Linked DNA regions of Callithrix jacchus: region 2 is linked to region 1. A link is a contact called in public Hi-C data. All regions are on one chromosome and are shown on one strand. The core of a region is the stretch at or near the end of the contact, and the rest is flanking DNA. Distances in the headings are between cores, read along the strand shown.

Region 1 (2,700 bases), core at 194-2,693:
GATGAGCTTCTAACAATAATCCACACACAGCGCTGATTATTTGACAAGCGCCTGTAATGTTATGTACTTTCATTTTATACATGTAGGAACTGAGGCATTGAGGGGCTTGGCGACTAATATCACCAGCGAGCTGATTAAGGCTTGGGGCCAGGACTGGGACCCCAGGATGGAGCCCAGCTGAGCAGAAAACCTCTGTGCACAGCATGCAGTGATCAAGATAATAAAAAGCAACTGGGACTGAGAAAGGATCTGCCTACACATGCATCAGGTTGGGAAGACAGACCCAGATGGTATCAGCTGGAAAATTAACAGAAAACAGTATTTCTCAAAAATAAATAAATAAAAAGCAGGAGTTGCAATTCTCACACTTAATAGATTTCAAAGCTACAAGGATGCAAGGGTAAAAGGATTAATGCAACAATAAGAGATCTTAACACCCAGATACATAAGACACATAATGAGATTTAGATTCAACGAGACAACAAATTGATAATGATATCTAGGACTTGAACTCAGAGCCAGAACAAATAAACACAATAGAGGTCTCCATTTTAAACACATAAAATATGCATTAACCACTTTAAACACTCAAAATATTGATCGGCCATTATTGAAACCCACTTTAGGAATGAAGTAATATTCCTTTTTCCCTCTTTTTCTTTTTTTCCCCTTCTTCTCTTTTTCCCTCAAAAAAAAAATGATTTTTCTATGGTAAAAAAAAAAAAAAAAAAAGAAAGAAAACAGCATTTCTGCCAAGGACACCTCGTTCTGAACCATCGATGTCTTCTAGCTTGCTAAATACCCTGCCCATTACGATCATACACAGTGACTGACATTTTATCAGTAAGAACGAACTTCCCTCTTCTGCCCGGAGGGTCTGATTTCCTTGGACACAGAGAATCCGTCTCCATTTCCAACCCAGGTGCGGGCCTCTGATAAGGGGTTTCCGGACAAAAGAATCCACAGCTGTCTTATCTTGCGGTTCCCAAGGAAACCGGACCCGGCTGCACCTCGCAGCCCAGACCCGAGGGTCACCCCCTTTACGCGCTTGCTCTAAGCCAAATGGAAACCCCACCGTTCCCTCCAAATCCGATGGTGGGACGGGCACGGGCACCCAGGCCTAAGGGGTCAAAACGCCCCGCGTCCCCAACCAAGACCCCCGAAACCCAGCCGGGTTCCACTGGCCTCCAGAGCCTCCTCCGGGGGGCGTAGAGCCAGGAATCCCCCATCAAGGAACCCGCCCCTTGCCCTTTGAACTCTGCCCCCCGTCCTTTGGACCCAAACCTCCCCACGCCCCGGAACCGGAGTTCCCTCCCTTGGCCTCGGCCACAAAGAAGACTCGGGGCCAAATCTAGCACTGGACAGAGAAACCGCTCTCAGCGGAGGCCCTGAGGCCACTAAAGGCGACGGCCGCCGCGGGTCACAAACGGATGCTTCGGCTTCCGGCTCCGGGGCAGCCCGGAGCGGAAGAGTGAGCTAGTAGTAAGTTTGGGATTGGTGGAGTCTCAAAGGTGGGTGGGACGACCTTGCGTCCTCCAATCGCTAAGCAGGAAAAGCCGGTTTTTTTTCTCCCTCTGAGATGCGATTGGAGTTGTTGGCAGACCCGCCTCCTCGAGGGCGTGTCTCAGGTCAGAATCGCCCTGTGGGCGTGGCTTTGGCTGGATCCGCCCTGAGGCGTGGCTAATACCAGACAAGCCTCGGGACGAGGTTGGGGGGCGTGATCTTTCGCTCAATCCTCCCACGCCCGGGTACCCAGATAATAAACGCTAAAATAAGTGATAATTGCTCATTTCCTCCAGCCAACACATTCCTCGTGCTAATATGCTCCTGTGCGAAGATATTCCCATTGCTGGGATTTTTCTTCCGGAAATAAGGTCATTTTTATGCGGTTCTGGAGACATGTCTTTTCTTAATGAGTGCGTTGTGATGTTCCCTTCTGGCCACCAGATGGCCACGTAATTCACATTTTCAGATGTGCGAATACTTTGTGTGGCTTTATACGTGGGTGTCCAATCTTTTGGCTTCAGCAGGCCACACGGAAATAACTGTCTTTCATCACACGTAAAATACAGGAACACTAGCGATACCTGATAAGCTAAAACAAAACAAAAAAAAATTGCAAAAGTATCTCCTAATGTTTTTTTCTTTTTTTTTTTGAGACGGAGTTTGGCTCTTGTTACCCAGGCTGGAGTGCAATGGCGCGATCTCGGCTCACCGCAACCTCCGCCTCCTGGGTTCAGGCAATTCTCCTGCCTCAGCCTCCCGAGTAGCTGGGATTACAGGCACGCGCCACCGTGCCCAGCTAATTTTTTGTATTTTTAGTAGAGACGGGGTTTCACCATATTGACCAGGATGGTCTCGATCTCTTGACCTCGTGATCCACACGCCTCGGCCTCCCAAAGTGCTGGGATTACAGGCTTGAGCCACCGAGCCCAGCCCTCTCCTCATGTTTTAAGAAAGTTTAGCCGCTGGGCGCAGTGGCTCATGCTTGCAATCCAAGCACTTTGGGAGGCCGAGGCGGGCGGATCACGAGGTCAGGAGTTCGAGACCAGCCTGGCCAACATAGAGAAACCCTGCCTCTACTAAAAATACAAAAATTAGCCGGGTGTGGTGGTGAGCGCCTGTAATCTCAGCAACTCGGGAGACTGAGGCAGGAGAATCGCTTGAACTCCGGGAGATGGAGGTTGCAGTGAGTCGTGA
Region 2 (2,700 bases), core at 116-2,615, 130 kb after region 1:
TTAGTTTAACGGGCTTACAACAGTGCCTGGTGTATACAGTAGGCATTCCATTAATGCTTGTGCCTGTGCTGGAATGCCCGATTTATACCTGTCTTACAGTAGGTACTCTGTTGCTAATGATTGTGCCCTGTGTGGTACACAGCAGTTGCTGCATTGATGCCTGGCTCATACCTCATATACAGTAGGAACTCCACTATTACTTGTGCCCTGGATGACCTACAGCAGGTGCTGCATTAATACTTGGTCCGTGTCTAGTACATAGCAGGCACTGCATTAATGCCGGGTTCATACCTGGCATACAGTAGGCACTGCATGAATGCTGGTGCCCTGGATCCCTCTGGGGTCAGTCCCCCCGCCTGTGCTGTTCACATTGGTACCTGGGACCCTCCCGGGTGGTCATGTGCTATATGCCAGGCACCTCATTCATATCTGGCTCATACATCGTATACAGTAGGCACTCCATGAATGCTGGTACCCTGTACGGTAAAAGCAGGTGCTGCATTTATGCCTGGGTTGTGTCTGTTGCTCCATTAATTTTTAGTCCATGCCCGGTATATAGAAGGCATCCCATTAATGCCTGATACACAGTAGTGCCCCACTAACAATTTTTTTTTTTTTTTTTGAGACAGAGTCTTGCTCTGTCTCCAGGCACCAGGCTGCAGTGCTGTGGCGCCATCTCGGCTCACTGCAGCCTCCGCCTCCCGGGCTCAAGCAGTTCTCCTGCCTCAGCCTCCCGAGTAGCTGGGACTACAGGTGAGCACCACCACGCCCAGCGAATTTCTGTATTTTTTTGGTAGAGACGGGGTTTCACCATGTTGGCCAGGCTGGTCTCGATCTCTTGACCTCGTGATCTGCCCACCTCGGCCTCCCAAAGTGCTGGGATTACAGGCGTGAGCCACCGCGCCCGGCCCCACTGACGCTTTTTAACGGATGAGAGAAGGTTCCTGTTAGGCAATGTGAGGGCGCTTCCCGGGGGCAGCGACGGCTGCCCAGGAACCTAGAGACCCAGAGAGCGCGGCAACCGCTTGCACCTCTCTCCTTCCCGGCCTGGACCGAGCGAGCCGAGCCGAGCGGGGCCGAACGGGACCGAACGGAGCCGAACAGAGCCGAGCCTGGCCGGCTGAGTCCGCCACATTCCCACAATCCCGGGCGGCCCCGCCCCGGCTCCCGGCTGCGCGTCCCCCCTTCCCACGTCGGCGCAACCAAACCCGCGGGCCCCCCGCCCTCGCCCCGCCCCGCCCCTTTCGCGCCCGCTGACGCCCCGCCCAGGCCGTTATTCCCGCCCCAGCGGTGGGCGCGCTTGGCCGCCGGCCCCTCCCATTGGCCGCAGCGCCTGCCCGTCACGGGCTGCGCTCCCAGCCTGCTAGGTTGTCCGGCGCTGTCGCTCGGTTGCGGCGACTGCGGTTGGCGGTGGCTGCGGCGGCGGCGCGGGCTAAGTGCGGCCGCGCGGGAGTCCGCGTCTGGCGCGGCCCGAGCGGGGACCCGGCAGCTCGCAGGCAGCGGCCGAGGCGAGGCGGGGCGGGCCGGCCCGGGGCGGAGGGCCGGGGGCCGAGGCCGAGGCCGCGGGGCCGAGGCGGACGGCGGCCGAGGCGGCTCCGGCCAGGGCCGGGCCGGGGGCCTGGGGGCCGGGGGGCGGCGGCGGGCAGGCGGCCGCGGCGGCCGGGGCCGGGACGATGACTCTGGAGTCCATGATGGCGTGTTGTCTGAGCGACGAGGTGAAGGAGTCCAAGCGGATCAACGCGGAGATCGAGAAGCAGCTGCGGCGGGACAAGCGCGACGCCCGGCGCGAGCTCAAGCTGCTGCTCCTCGGTGAGTGGGGCGTCGGGCCTGCCCTGCCCTGCCTGTGCCGTCCGGGACCCTCCGGGGTCAGCCCTGCCTGTGCCGTCCGGGACCCTCCGGGGTCAGCCCTGCCTGTGCCGTCCGGGACCCTCCGGGGTCAGCCCTGCCTGTGCCGTCCGGGACCCTCCGGGGTCAGCCCTGCCTGTGCCGTCCGGGACCCTCCGGGGTCAGCCCTGCCTGTGCCGTCCGGGACCCTCCGGGGTCAGCCCTGCCTGTGCCGTCCGGGACCCTCCGGGGTCAGCCCTGCCTGTGCCGTCCGGGACCCTCCGGGGTCAGCCCTGCCTGTGCCGTCCGGGACCCTCCCGGGGTCAGCCCTGCTTTTGCTGTCTAGGTCGGCAGCTGGGACCCTCCGGGGTCAGCCTCGGGGGCCCAGATTGTTTGTGGTCCGCTCCTTTGTGCCTTCACCGTTCCTGTTGGCAGCAGGGACCTTGGGGGGGGGGTCTGCCCTGTCTGTCATGTCGGGATCAGGTCCCCATCCCTCCCAGGTCAGCTCCCAGTTTGCCGTCCACGTTGGGCAGGACCCTTCAGGATTTGCCCTCTGCCCCTTTTCAAGAGACCAGTCCCCTTGCTGCACAGGAGCTCTCTGATCTTACCTCGCCGACTACCCACCCCTCGCTACCCCCGCCCCCCCAGCATCTCAGGGCCAGAGCTTTGGGATGTCACCCACTGGTCTCATCCACCTTCACCTCCCAGGGTCCCGCGTTGACCCTTCCCACCAGGCAGAGCCCTGATCCCTCCATGCAGGTCCCGTCCACCCCCTCGAAGACTCCTCCGCGCCCCTATCCCCCATTCCCTTAGGGGCTGTCCTCCTGCCTTCCTACTCCGGGAAATCCCATCCTCCTCTAGGCTGGAATCCGCCCT

What was found. A called contact is a pair of places that touch in the nucleus more often than the background predicts.
Region 2: a contact with region 1 is called in a Hi-C map of skeletal muscle, with 3 times the contacts expected there. The contact joins the promoter of GNA11 here to the promoter of ZNF77 in region 1. A contact is called at or near these places in 2 of 3 Hi-C or Micro-C datasets (both in skeletal muscle).

Annotation. Positions count from the first base shown.
Region 1 is chr22:2,735,593-2,738,292 of calJac240_pri, forward strand. ZNF77 (zinc finger protein 77) reads right to left here and starts at 1,444. Exons shown (of 5, transcript XM_035287231.3): 1 at 835-1,444.
Region 2 is chr22:2,864,098-2,866,797 of calJac240_pri, forward strand. GNA11 (G protein subunit alpha 11) reads left to right here and starts at 1,366. Exons shown (of 7, transcript XM_002761572.7): 1 at 1,366-1,809. The coding sequence starts at 1,674.